2 separate regions of the Macaca mulatta genome follow, and region 1 is linked to region 2. Evidence: chromatin contacts called from public Hi-C data. All regions are on one chromosome and are shown on one strand. The core of a region is the stretch at or near the end of the contact, and the rest is flanking DNA. Distances in the headings are between cores, read along the strand shown.

Evidence for each region. Hi-C and Micro-C count contacts between places; a contact is called where the count stands out from the background.
Region 1: a contact with region 2 is called in a Hi-C map of fetal cortical plate, with 2.2 times the contacts expected there. The contact joins the enhancer-like site here to the promoter of TDRD7 in region 2. A contact is called at or near these places in 2 of 14 Hi-C or Micro-C datasets (fetal cortex germinal zone and fetal cortical plate).

Annotation. Positions count from the first base shown.
Region 1 is chr15:61,678,317-61,685,428 of T2T-MMU8v2.0, forward strand. No RefSeq gene overlaps it. Among named protein-coding and RNA genes, the nearest start is that of SLC25A51, 25 kb to the right of the region's middle. Within about 2 kb of position 3,850, at least 6 of the 40 cell types and tissues checked have an H3K27ac peak or open chromatin away from gene starts, as enhancers often do. A contact at or near this core is called in fetal cortical plate, where this site is marked.
Region 2 is chr15:60,983,799-60,990,171 of T2T-MMU8v2.0, forward strand. It overlaps TDRD7 (tudor domain containing 7), which reads right to left and starts at 3,912. Exons shown (of 17, transcript NM_001194629.1): 1 at 3,411-3,912.

The DNA.
Region 1 (7,112 bases), core at 2,600-5,099, 690 kb after region 2:
GTAGCTGCACAGACTTCAGCGGTTTGTGCAAAGCCCTGCCCTTGGCGACCCGTCTTTAGGGACCAGCCGCCTCTTGGGTCGTCCTCCCGGGTCCTGTCTGGCAGTCCATGTGGCCCAGCCCTCATGGAGACCATGCTGGCTGTGGCCTGGGTCTAGTCTCCTAAAGAAGCCAATCCTTTCCTTGCGTGTTTGGCATTTCCTAGAGCATCCCTCAATGAGGGAGGATGGCGGGAATGCCCTGGAAGGATTCATGCTTTCCTTTTGGGGAGTGGGAGGGTAGGTGGGAAATGACAAGATGAGTGAGGAGTTGGCACTTGTCCAAACAGAGGAGCCTGGACCCCAAGGCTTATCCTCAGAGGAGGTCCATGAGAGGCTGAGGAAGTGGGGGGACAACCCTCCGGCAGGGCAGGAGGGTGAGACCTCTCACCCTGGCAAGTTCAGGTCCGGCCACTTCCTGAGGCTGCTGGGTGGGGCCGCACCTCATGGTCCTTCTCTGTGGACAGTCTTCCCGGGCAGATCGCTCCTCAGGAAAGGCTCTGGGAGGCTCTCAGTGGAAGCTGGCAGCTGTACCCTCTGGCCCTGACTTGGCCTCTTAGGGTATTCCTGGGACCCTCCCTCTGTCCCCGGCCTTCATCTTCCTGAAGTTTCCCTGGGAGGCCCAACCTTCTGAGCCCCTCAGGGACAGAGGCCAGCAGAGGAGCCAGCTTACAGGATGGGAGCTGCTGAAAAGAATTTTTTTCCCTTAATTTTATGAACCTCTCCCTCTTCTTCCTCTAATTGTGACCGTTTCCTCTGTCAGCCTGTATTCATGTTTTCTTGGACATCTAACAATTGAAACAGCTTTTCCCTTTCAGAAACACTCACATTCAGGTTACTGGCGTTGGTTTGGTTTTTGTTTTGGGTTTTTTTTTTTTTTTTTTTTCATCTGCTGCCAATTAATGGGGGAAAAAATTGAGCTGGATTTCTTTGAGAGAAAAGAAAAGCTCCTGCCACACAACGTCGCGCCCTCGGCATTTTGTCTGAGAACCTCCAGCACTAGCGGCTGTTTCTGTATCTCCCTTCTTTGCTGGCTTTATTATTGACCATAATGCCTGACCACTTGAGTAGCTCTGTCCTTGAGCGCTGAGGAGTCAAGGGCCCTTCTGGCAGTCCCCCAAACAGGATGGCGCCCGCAGAAAGAAAGGAGGCTTTGTAGGGGAAGAGGGCCCCACTGCCTGCCAGTCCTGTCCTGAAGTCAGAAGAATGGCCCAGGCTGACACGCTCTCCTTAAGAGAGGCTCACAGCGCAGCCCTTCGCAGGAAAGGGGTGCAAAGGCTCCACGCCTCAGGAGGCAGGCCCTGTCCTCACAGGGCGGCTGTGGGCCGGGGCGCCTCTGTGGCCTGAGTGTGAGCAGGAGGGAAACCTGAAGCAGCTTCCCACAAGGCGTCCAGTCCACAGGGTGGAGCCCGCAGGCTCGCTCTGCCCATTTCCAGAACCAGCGGCCCCCTTTGTAAGATTTTGAACATGAAGTTCCAGTAGCTCCCCAGACGCTCTCTCAGAAGTGGTGATGTCATTGACCAAGGGCCTGGCAAGGACCAGCAGCCAGGGTCACCATTTGCTCTTGCAGCCCTCGGGACAGTGCAGGTAGAAGCCCTGCCAGCAGAGTAGGCTGGCATTTGGTGTTGGCTCACAGACACCTGTGAAGGGTCCTGGCTGAATCAGGCAGCTGTCCAGCCAACTCTCTCTCCACCCTTCTGGAATTGGTGAACAGCAAAGACCAAATTCGGCAAGCTGTCCGGAGGGAGTGCAGGGCCCACAGTCTTAGATGTGGGCGCACCTCCCAGAACCCCACAGGGACCTGTTCACAGGCGCCCTCAGGACACAGGTGCCCCTCAGCCTTTCCACCTCCCTCCTTAGGGCTGTTTGCGTCCCCGCCAGGAGGCTCAAACCAGCCACCTACTTCTGAAGTCTCTTGTAACATTCCAATTCTATGTGACACACTGTATAATGATGAATATTTAATGTGAAGCTCTTAATATACTACAAGTGTCTTGTTTACCATTGGTCTTTTTTTTTCTCTCTCTTTGAGATAGGGTCTTGCTATGTTTCCCAGGCTGGGATGCAGTGGCACAATCTCCACTCACTGCAACTTTTGCCTTCCAGGTTCTAGTGATCCTCCTACCTCAACCTCCCACATAGCTGAGACTACAGGCATGCACCACCACGCCCAGCTAATTTTTCCATTTTTATTAGAGGTGGGGTTGTGCCATGTTGACCAGCCTACTGGTCTCAAACTCCTGGGCTTAAGGGATCCTCCCACCTTGGCCTCCCAAAGTGCTGGGATTACAGGTGTTTGCCTGGCCACACAATGTCATTTAAATGCACCTCCTTAGGCATGCATGATTTTTGTTTGTTTGTTTGTTTTTAATGCAGCCATGTGCCCCAGGAATCTAGCTGAGCTCTTGCCATCAGCTTCCAAAGGTGGATGGTTAAAGGTAAAAGCAACCTTTCTGCTTCCTAATTATGAGGAAGAAAGAGGCCTGATGAGCTCAATGGAAATAAATGAATTTGTTCAGCAGACATTCCTTGAGTACCTACTGGTCCTCAGGTCTAGTGGATATAGGGGTGAATGGGACTCAGCCCCTGCTCTCAAGAAGTTTCCAGTGTGTAAAAACAGCCCAAGGAGCTGTGGGATCCCAGATGAGAGAGGCTTCAATCTGTCTGCAGCAGTCGGGGAAAAGTTGGGCCTTGGGAGATGGTAGGAGTTCAGCAGGGAACCTGGTGGGGTGCATGGTCTGTGCAGAGGTAACAGGGTGGTAGAATCATCAGGGTGAGTGCATCAGAGCCTGATGTGGCGCAGCCGGCCTTGAGGGGAGGTGGCCAGACTCCTGGGACTCCAGAGGCCTCATCCCGCAGAGGCAAATGAACAGGGCAGGGCAGGGAGGATCTCCCTAAAGACGGGGAGATGCTGGCCACCTGTTTCCTAGAGGAGCCGAATTCTTAAGGAGAGAAGGGCAGGACATGAGTCTTGGCACAAAGTCTGCCATTGTTTGCCTGCCACCATCGCCATGATGCCACCATGATGACAGCATTAGGCAGCCCAGGTCCACCGGGAAGGTCTGCGCCCAAGCCCCTCCTCACCTACACCTGAGGGGGCACAGCCTTCCCCAGCATGTTGGGGACCTGCTCTGGAGTGATTCCCCGCCCCGCCCCCGCCGTCCCCACAGGAACTTACCTGCCACTCTCCTCCTTCCTTTCCTTCTCCTTTTCAAGAATGTGACTGTCTGTCTCCCCTGCTGCCCCCCTTCCTCCCCAACTCCCCAGGACTCTTGGGCTTTGGTTCACCTCTTCTCCCTCTCTCCCCCACCTCCCCAACACATCCCAGTGTCCCCGAATCCACACCTCTGACTGTGAGACTCCCTCAGAACATTGACACCAACACCCCCATGTCCCAACATATGCACGCACACACACATGCCTGGGGAACACCTGTGCTCGGGGAGGGCAAAGCCCTGGCACATGGTCCTGGTGACAGAAAACATTCATGAGCTTGGTCAGGACCAAGCGGTCACAGGCAGTGCCAGTGCTCGGCCACCAGGAATTTCCTGAAGGGAGGGAGGAAAGGTCACCTCTAGACTGTGTTATGCGTGGTGGTGGGTGGTGGTGGTGATGGGTATTTCTCTTTCAGTTCAATTTAACACACGTTGAGCATGAAACAGACGGGACAAGCTGGTGACCAGGAGCAGGAGACTGAGCACAGGAAACCCCTTCCTCATCAGAGTCCACAGGAAGCGGTGGGCCGTCAGATGCCTTCATCCCTGCACAGAGAGCCAGCAGGGTGGGCCAGAAATAGAGGCCTAGACAGGGACAGAGGCACGCTCAAGGCCACACAGCAAGTCCCTCTCCATATGCCTTGGGGTGCTTGAGAGCGACCAGCTCCAAGGGTCATCTCAGCCAGTGCAGCTCTGAGAAGACTAGGGTAAGGCTGGGGGATTCTTCTCAGACAGAGTTAATGAGCCATTTCTTTCCTCATTGGCTCCCCGGGTGGCAGCATCCCAGGCCTGTAGTGACTGGTGTCATCTCTGGCTTGGGAGACAGTTTCCAAAGCCTGATCATACCAGGATGGCAGGAAGTCACCAGTGTGGCTCTAGTGCCCTCGTGTGGTTTTCTTTAGTATTGCAGCAAGTCCCAGGGAGTGGAAATGCCGCCTCCAAGTCACCATGTTGGTTACAGAAGGAGAAACTGAGGCCCAGAGAAGGAAGAAGCAGGCATGTAAACAGATAAATGGCAGGCAGTGCAGAGTGATGAATGATGGGTGCTCCAGCAGAAGGGACAGTAGAAGTGGCATCTGAGCAAGGCCTCCTCACCTGCAGGAAGCAGGGACATCCTAGGCAGAGGAAACAACTTCAGCAAGAGCTGGGAGGCTCCCTCTGACTCCCGATCCGGGCTTTTCCCACTACAGTCTACTCTAAAGCCGCGTCCATTCATGCCCACTGGGAAGGGAGGTCAGGCCAAATCAGAAAGGCTCAGTACAGAACAATTTTATGCAATATTATTTCAAAGTTACTGACTTCCAATTATAAAATTAACATGTACTTTGTGGTCTGGCACAGTGGTTCACACATGTAATCCCAGCACTTTGGGAGGCCAAGGCAGGTGGATCACTTGAGGTCAGGAGTTCGAGACCAGCCTGGCCAACATGGCAAAACCCTGTCTCTACTAAAATTACAAAAATTAGCTGGCCATGGTGGCTGGTGCCCATAATCCCAGCTACTCAGGAAGCTGAGGCCAGAGAATCGCTTGACCCCAGGAGGCAGAGGTTGCAGTGAGCCAAGATTGCACCACTGCACTCCAGCCTGGGCAACAGAGCAAGACTCCATCTCAAAAAAAAGAAAAAATACAGTTTGTGCTTGTGGCCGGGCACGGTGGCTCATACCTGTAATCCCAACTCTTTGGGAGGCTGAGGCAGGCGGATCACTTAAGGCCAGGAGTTCAAGACCAGCCTGGCCAACATGGCAAAACCCCATCTCTACTAAAAGTACAAAAATCAGCTGGGTGTGGTGACAGGCACCTGTAGTCCCAGTTACTTGGGAGCCTGAGGTAGGAGAATCGCTTGAACCCGGGAGGCAGAGGAGCCAAGATTAGGCCACTGCACTCCAGCCTGGGTGACAGAGCAAGACTCTGTCTCAAAAAAAAAAAAAAAAAAGTATTAGTAATGGAAATTTGTATTTCAGGAAAATATAAAGAAGAAAATAAAAATTACCCGAAACTCAAAGAACAGTACATTCACGTTCTGAAGTATCGCCTCAGTCTTTTTTTCTATGCACGTATATAATTATTTTAAATAAAAGCGGGCTCAAGCCATGTTTACATAGTTCTATAGCCTCCATCTTCCGCTTAACATAGTATCATGTCCCTTTTTTTTTCTGTTATTAAATCTCCTACAATATGATCTTTTTTTTATAGCTGTATGGTATTTTCTACCTTAATTTTTTTTTTTTTTTTTTTTTTTTTTTTTTTTTTTTAGAAAGTTTCACTCTTATTGCCCAGGCCGGAGTGCAATGGCATGATCTCAGCTCACTGCAACCTCTGCCTCCTGGGTTCAAGTGATTCTCCTGTCCCAGCTTCCCAAGTAGCTGGGATTACCAGCGCCCACCACCATGCCCAGCTAATTTTTGTATTTTTAGTAGAGATGGGATTTCACCATGTTGGCCAGGCTGGTCTGGAACTCCTGACCTCAAATGATCCACCGGCCTCGGCCTCCCAAAATGCTGGGATTACAGGCGTGAGCCACCGCACCCGGCCTCTACCTTAATTTAACTTATTCCAATTTTTGTATAACCAGCTCTGCAGGGAATTGTTCAGAAATCTTTGTTTCTGGGTTTTTGTAAGGAGAAATTCATAGATGGGGCATTATGAGGTCAAAGGCTAGGTACATGTTCAAGACTTCCCGTCCTCCAGAGATGCATCAGTTCCTCTTCTGCTGCTATGTCCGGGAGTGCCCCCACAGAAAAGCTGTTCTGTTACCTTTAGAGACTTTTAGCGGTCGGGCGCGGTGGCTCAAGCCTGTAATCCCAGCACTTTGGGAGGCCGAGACCGGCGGATCACGAGGTCAGGAGATCGAGACCATCCTGGCTAACCCAGTGAAACCCCGTCTCTACTAAAAAATACAAAAAACTAGCTGGGCGAGGCGGCGGGCACCTGTAGTCCCAGCTACTCGGGAGGCTGAGGCAGGAGAATGGTGTGAACCCGGGAGGCGGAGCTTACAGTGAGCTGAGATCCGGCCACTGCACTCCAGCCTGGGCGACAGACCGAGACTCCGTCTCAAAAAAAAAAAAAAAAAAAAAAAAAAAAAGACTTTTAGCAACTTGGACCTTGCCTAAAACATGAGGCACACTATAAGTAGTTTTTCATCAGGGACAGCATGAGTTCAGGCTACCCATGGGGTTGGACAGGAGACGGGGCTCTGCATGTAGGGTGAGTAGTTGTCCCTCTAAGAGAAGCTTTTCAGGGTACAGGACTCTGAGGGCTAACACCAGGATGGTCCCAGCAAGCTGGAACAGTTGTCCTGTTACCCCAGGGGCAAGTCCCTTACCTCCCATTCAGTAGACCCTCCCTCTGCCCCTGTGAGAGAACCAGGGTCTGGGGCTGGAGCTGGGGCTGGGGAAACCCAGAGAAGCTCAGAAGGACCCCTGCCCTCCTCAGGTCCAGGACGTGGGTAAGCAGAGAAACAGCCATCACCCAGGGGGAACCCAGTCTAATTCTATCCCTTTCCAGCTGTGCAACCTGGGTAAACTGCAAAAGCTTCCACTTCCTCTGCTGCAAAGTAACACAAAACCAGCAGCCTCACGGGGTTGCTGCAAAGATTACACACAGTGTTGAATGACTGCCCTTAGCAAGGCTTAGCGTTGTCAACCTTCAGAGGTCAGCTAGGATGAGAACAAGGTGTGATGGCAGAGGCCAGTGTAGCCACAGGATTTCAAAGCAAAGAGGGACTAGGGCGCCAGAAAGGCTTCCTGTGGGAGGTGAGAAGTGGAGTCTATTTTATAAATAAAAAATGCTCCAGCCCCACTGGACATCTCCTGAAGTTAGGACCACAGCTCTTAAGATCCTCTTCCTCTCCAGCTGGACGT
Region 2 (6,373 bases), core at 2,662-5,161:
TCTTTTGTATGCTTTCGTGCTTCCCTTTTTTTCTTCGCTTATACACAATTAATCTCAAGTATCCAAGACGCTAATAATGCACAAGAAGTGGGGTGGGAAGTTGGGGAAAGTGATGACAATCTTTAGGGAAACAAAATTTTAATAATTTAAGTGGCCTAAAATAATTCTCACTCTACTTCAAAACTACATTTTGTAAATTCATAGCTTTTCTCTTTACTATACCTGAAAATGACCCAAGAAAGTCCTGCTCTGAAGAATCTGCTTTTGGTGTATCCCAGATAAAAGCCTTCTACCATTGATTGATCCTCCCTGGCTCAGTCATTTGCATGTTATCTGCTTCCTCTAGCTACTGGTGTCAAAGGCCTTTAGCTGAGCTAGTCTGACTTCCATCCTATGCTTTCTAAATTTCTTCTTGCTCAACTATTTCCAACTGTATTATTTGGCTCATCTTCCTCACTACATTTTTCATGTCATGAATTTAAGTTGTCGAGTGGCACTAAATCTTAAAGAAGAAGAATTATTAGGGTAAACTGAAAACACCAAGTAATCTCTCTTAGCTTCTTTTAGTTAGATGTTCAATTTTGAAGTATTTGGATATCTCTTTAGTGCATATACTTCCAATCACTAGCTGCCCTTCCTCTTGAAGACACTATTTTAGCAACAGCAGGACCTTAAAGTCCCATAATGCCTGTGCTGAAACATTGTAGGCATCATCTAGGCTAACCCAAGCTCCTTATCTTACAAATCAATACACTCAGCCTCAGAGGGAAGATTTTTTCCTAAGATCTTTACTCAATAAAGGATTTCTCATCTTGCACCTTTAAAATGCTCTTTTCTTTCTAATCATAGTCTGTTACCACCTCAATGACTCCTTCACCAACTAGTTTTTAAAGGAAAAAAGATGATTAATGCCCTCAGGTGATGGAATACTTCCTTAAGAGTTTTTTTAGGGAGTTATCTTTTTTATTCTTGTCATTTCAAGTTCCAAATTATTCGTGCATTTTAACTGCATACCATGAACGTATGTAAGGAAGGGATTTCCATAAGTCTACATACTACAGGAATAAACCCTGAGATAATAAAGTGGCTTAGTAAGGAGTTTGTGTCTTAATCCTAGTTCTGCTACTGATTACCCAACACAAGTCACTTCAGGTCTCTTTTTTTCACAAGGAAGAAAGGTGGCAAGAGCTATGATTCTCAACTTTCCTTGGATTCACTGAAGGCTGAACTAAGGTCCAAATATCTAACGAAAACCGAGTTTGCTTACTCATGACAAATCTGCACAGGCTAAAATGTCAAGCTTACTTTGAAGTCACACTGGGTAGCTTGCACTGATCAAGTTCTAATTGGCATATATACGTCTTCAACTAAAAACTGCAAAATTAATTACTTTTAGTTTGAAAGACAAAACTGTAAACATATTTGGCTTACATGGAAATAATGACAAGAATGAAGCTTTCAAAAGTACAGAGGTGGGAGTGGAGGGAGGAAAAAGCAGGTTTGGCACAAAGAAACAACAGTTCACATAAATATAAAATTTCACCAAGGAAATTCTCTGACAGTGTCCAGATGCAAAGCACTCTATGTCAAATCTCAATTCTTGAAAACAGCACTTGACAAACACAAATTAGGCACTCAGAGTTGGATTATAAGGTATTTTTTCTTTATATTCACATTAAGCATCCAACTAGATTATATTGCACAGACTTAAAGGAGAGGTTCTTCAAGGAGTTTAAAATCTGTTGATGCAAAATACAATAGTTCATTCAGCCATGTTCAACCTGTACACTTAAAAGGGCATTAGCAGGGGATTACATTTCATTTTCAATCTACAGAGACTGAAATCTGAAGGCACTGCCAACTGCTGCCTCACAGTCTCACCGTGTAACCAAAGAGGGAGGCTGTGTGCCACCAAAGGGCCCTGGATTGGGGCACAGGAGATGTGAGTTCTAATCCAGCTGGCCTCAGGGGCAATTCCCTATACCCCAGAACAGTACTTTGCACTGATGCTCAATGAATGTCAGCTGACTGGAAATGCAAAAATATCCACCATGTGCCAATTTATATTATACAGGAAACATAAAGATCTTTGTGTCCCTGCCCTCAAAAAACTAAAATCCAATTATGTAAAACATGGACAGTTTGTTGGGAGGAAGAGTGTGAATACTGCTTGGCAATTATTATGAGGCAAAGGATATACAGTGGTTATCTTGAAAAAGCCTTGCAAAGTAAGCCAAATATTTCTATTTGATACACAGAAAACCAGGCTCAGAGAAAGCATGTAATTTGTTCAAGATCACACAATTTGTAAAATGAGAAGCCCAGATTTCAATCCAGGTCTACAAAGTTCACATTATTTGCAGTATGCAACACACTCACACACATCAAGGCAGCCCAGGAAGAGATAGGGATTTGGGTCTAAGTTTTACTTCTCCTACTAAGCTGTTGCATTTCTCCCTAGAGAGAACATTTCTCTCCTTTTTTTTTCACCTGCACGATTGGAGAGCAGAGAGGTGTTGGCAGGAGGGTCCATGAACTGGATCTGTGGTTTTTTGGTTTGGTTTGGTTGGGCGGTTATCAGAAATCTTTTGAGCCAGGACTTGTCCTAATATGTTTTTTTCCCTTCCCTGCTCTTAGAAATTATTTGAGAATGGTACCTTTAGCTATTAATGGAAATATATTATACCTCTCAAGTGAATGGCAGCAGAAAGATGTGCTGCTTCCAAGCTCCCTCCTAGCAAGCTGAGGCTGAGAGTGTGACCCTGCTGGGGGATGCTGCTGAAAGTTGAGACAACTTATTCACGGATCCATGTTTCCCTCCCAGCTGGGTGCTCTGCACCCACTGGGTGCTCCTGGTTTGAGAGAAATGGGGATGTGCGCCCTGCATGACTTGAGCGGCCTGCCTGGGGCTCGTCTCCAGATTATAGAGACCTTTAAGAGAAGTTCGCGGTGTAAAATACTTGGGTTTAAATAGCGGAGCGCGGACATCCGTCGCTGGGGGCGGCGGCTGCGGCCTGTCGCTCCGGTAGCGGGAACCACTTCCTGGTCCGCATCTCCCGCCTGCGTCCACACCCCGCTGCTGCATTTCCCCCACGGCACAGAGCTTTAGAGGCAGCAGGGGGCTCCGTCCGACTCCCGCGTGAACGCCCGGCCCAGCCCGGAGCGGGGTCCCTTCAGAGATTTAAAACACAACGCTCTGGAACTGCAACTCCCCCGGCGCCCAGCCCGGTTCCCAGGCGTAGTGGCCGGGGCAATCCCCTGCGGCTGCAGGGAAGAGGCCCCGAGCCTGTTGGAGCCTCCGGCCCCGGCCGCGGTCCCACCGGTGACCCAGGTGCGCCGCGCCCGCCCGAAATCCCGTCCGACGTCGCCCGGCACCTGTCGCGCCCGGAACCCGCAGGACCTGCGCTCACCTCGTTCCGGGGGCCCACGGCCCGTCCCCGCGCCTCTGGGCCCAGCTCCCGCCGCCGTCTCCGCCAAGGGCCCCGCCGCGGCCGCCGCCCACTTTCGGTTTCCCCGCACCGCTGGAGCCGCCCCGCGGCTCGGGAATCACCTCAAGCCCCCGCCCCGCCCTGCTCGGCCCCGCCCCGCTTCGCCCCGCCCCGCTTCGAGGGCAGCCTGGCCTCGGCTCTGCGCACGCGCGGACGCCTCGGTCGCGTCGGCCCACGCCGGCGTCCGCGCGTGGGAAAGGAAACCGACGCCGCCTAGCGGTTTCTGCGCGTGCCCACGCACCGGCCGGCGGCGGAAGACGCCTGCGGGGCGGGTGCGGAAGCGCCTCCTGGTGGACAACGCAGGTACGCGCTGGCCGAGCGAGCCGGGACCCAGCAGGGGGTGTGGGCGGCTCCTCCTAAGGGGCTCACCCTCCTTCCAAACAGTTCAACTCCTGCACATTATTTTCTTCCACATCTGGAGCAGTTACTTTTTATTGCCCTAGACACACACTCTGTCCGCCCATATCCTTCAGGCCTTTCTCAAGCATCACCCTTTCAATGACGGTGGGCACAGTCTCTTAACATGTCAACCTCCTTCCTTGACTTTCCCTATCCCCATTCTCAGCCTTATTTCTCCTTAGCACCTATCTAGCACACTATATGTATTTTACTTAGGCTTTTATTGTCTGCTGTCCTCCTAAAATTAAAGGTCTGTGAGCACAAGGATTTTTGTTTGGTTCCTTAACCTATTCCCAGAGTAGAATAGTGCCTAGCACACGATCAGCGATAAATATCTGTCAAATTTATTCATTCATTCTAAAGTTATTGAACACCTAATAAGTGAATACCTATTTCTTCTGCACATTAACTCCACCAACCCTTATTGGGCACCTGCTTTGCATTCCTTCAGCCAACACTGAACGCTTCTCTGCACCATCGGATATGCATTTACTGGGAACTTGCTGTTTATTCAACCGGTATTTTATTACAGCTTGACTGCATTGTATAAGACATACAATAAACTGAACGTTTAAAATGTACAGTTTGATAAATTTATATATATATATCACTGTGAGACCATCACTGCAATCAAAATCATGAACATATCCATCACCCAAAAAAGTTTTACTGTGATCCTTCGTAATTCTTATATCTTGTCCCTCCCTGTCCCTTGCCCCCTCAACTGCTCACCTGCTTTCTGTTGCTATAGATTAGCTTGCTTTTTCTAGAGTTATATATACAACTTTTATATATGGAATCGTATGTACTATCCTTTTGGGGGGCTACCTGACTTCTTTTAATAAATTATGTTCACCCATGTTGTTACATGTATCAATAGTTCATGTCTTTCTATTGCTGACGGGTATTGTAGGGATGTACCAGACCTACCACACAACCCAGCAATTCCATTCCTGGGTATTTACCCGGGAGAAATGAAAGCATATGTCCACACAAAAACCTGTACAAGAATGCTTGTGGTAGTTTTGTTGGCCATAGCCCCAAATGGAAAAAACACAAACATCCATCAGAAGGTGAATGGACAATCAACTAATACATATTGAACAACTGCTGTTAAATAACAAATTTTCGTGGATAAGCCTGTGCTTATAGAGCTTTTGATTCAGTGAAAAGATGCAGTAGGCAATAAAAAGATAAATTGGAAGTAAATCTGGAAAACCTGATATCCAGTGCTCAGACACTTGGATGTTTCCCCAAAGGCAGTGGGGAATTGTTCAAGGTTTTTGAACAGGGTTCTTCTTTGAACACTGTTCTCTTTTGTATTCCAGATCTGGTCCCTGACTGTTTGCCTAAATGTCTCTCTCTGGAATTTCTCTGCATCTCCTCTGCTCTATTTCAGTCTATTTCAGATGTCTTTCTCTGTTCTGTCCCCTCCAGTCTACTCCAAACATTGCAGTGGATTTTTAATAGACTTTGCTATGGTCTGAATGTTTGTGTCCCAACAAAATTCATGTTGAAACCTAATCCCCATTCCTGCGGTGTTGAGAGGTGGACCTTTGACAAGTCATGATGGCTTCGTTCTTGTGAATAGAATTAGTGCCCTTGGGGTTTAAGGGAGCCTTCTGCCCCTTCCACTGTATGAGGATTCAGCAAGAAGATGCCATCTTTGAGGAGGAGAACAAGTCCTCACAAGATGCCAAATCTGCTGGCACCTTGATATTAGACTTCCAAGCCTCCAGAACTGTAAGAAATAAATTTCTATTATTTATAAATTATCCAGTCTAAGATATTTTGTTATAGCAGCAGGAATGGGCCAAGACAGACCTAAAAGACAGCCACCCCAATTTGGTCTCTGCAGTGCTCACAACATCCTGTGGCTCCACATTTTAGAAGAGAAAGATATAAAAAGCAGCTGCCAAAGGAAAGAGTGCTGGTAGTAGCAGGAAATTTAAAAAAACAATTTCGGAGTCTAATATGTAGAATAAATCATAAAATAATGTAGTTGAACCCAAGTTTGAGATCCTTTATCCTTGCAAAGATGTTCCGTGTTTAGACTGTCCTATATGTATAGAAAAATGAAGCTCTGCAGGTAGTTTTTTTTTAAACCAGCTTTATTGATAGTTGACATATAATACCTATTTAAATGTACAGTTTGATGAGTTTTGACCAATGTCTTTAATTGTGTATCTACCACCACAATCAATATATGGGATTAGTTCATAATTCCAAAATTTCTCCTGTGCCCCTTTACAGTTAATTCTCTCCCCCTACCTTTATCCCCTAGCAGCTACTAATCTGAGTTTTGTCATCATAGGTTTGCCTTTTCTAGCATATCATATAAATGGAATCATGCAGGATGTAATCTTTTGTGTCTGACTTCATCACTTAGTGTAACACTTTTGAAAGTTATCCATGTTGTTGCACATAGCGGTAGTTGGTTCCTTTTTAGTGCTGAATAGTAAGCCATTGCATGGCTCTATCACAAT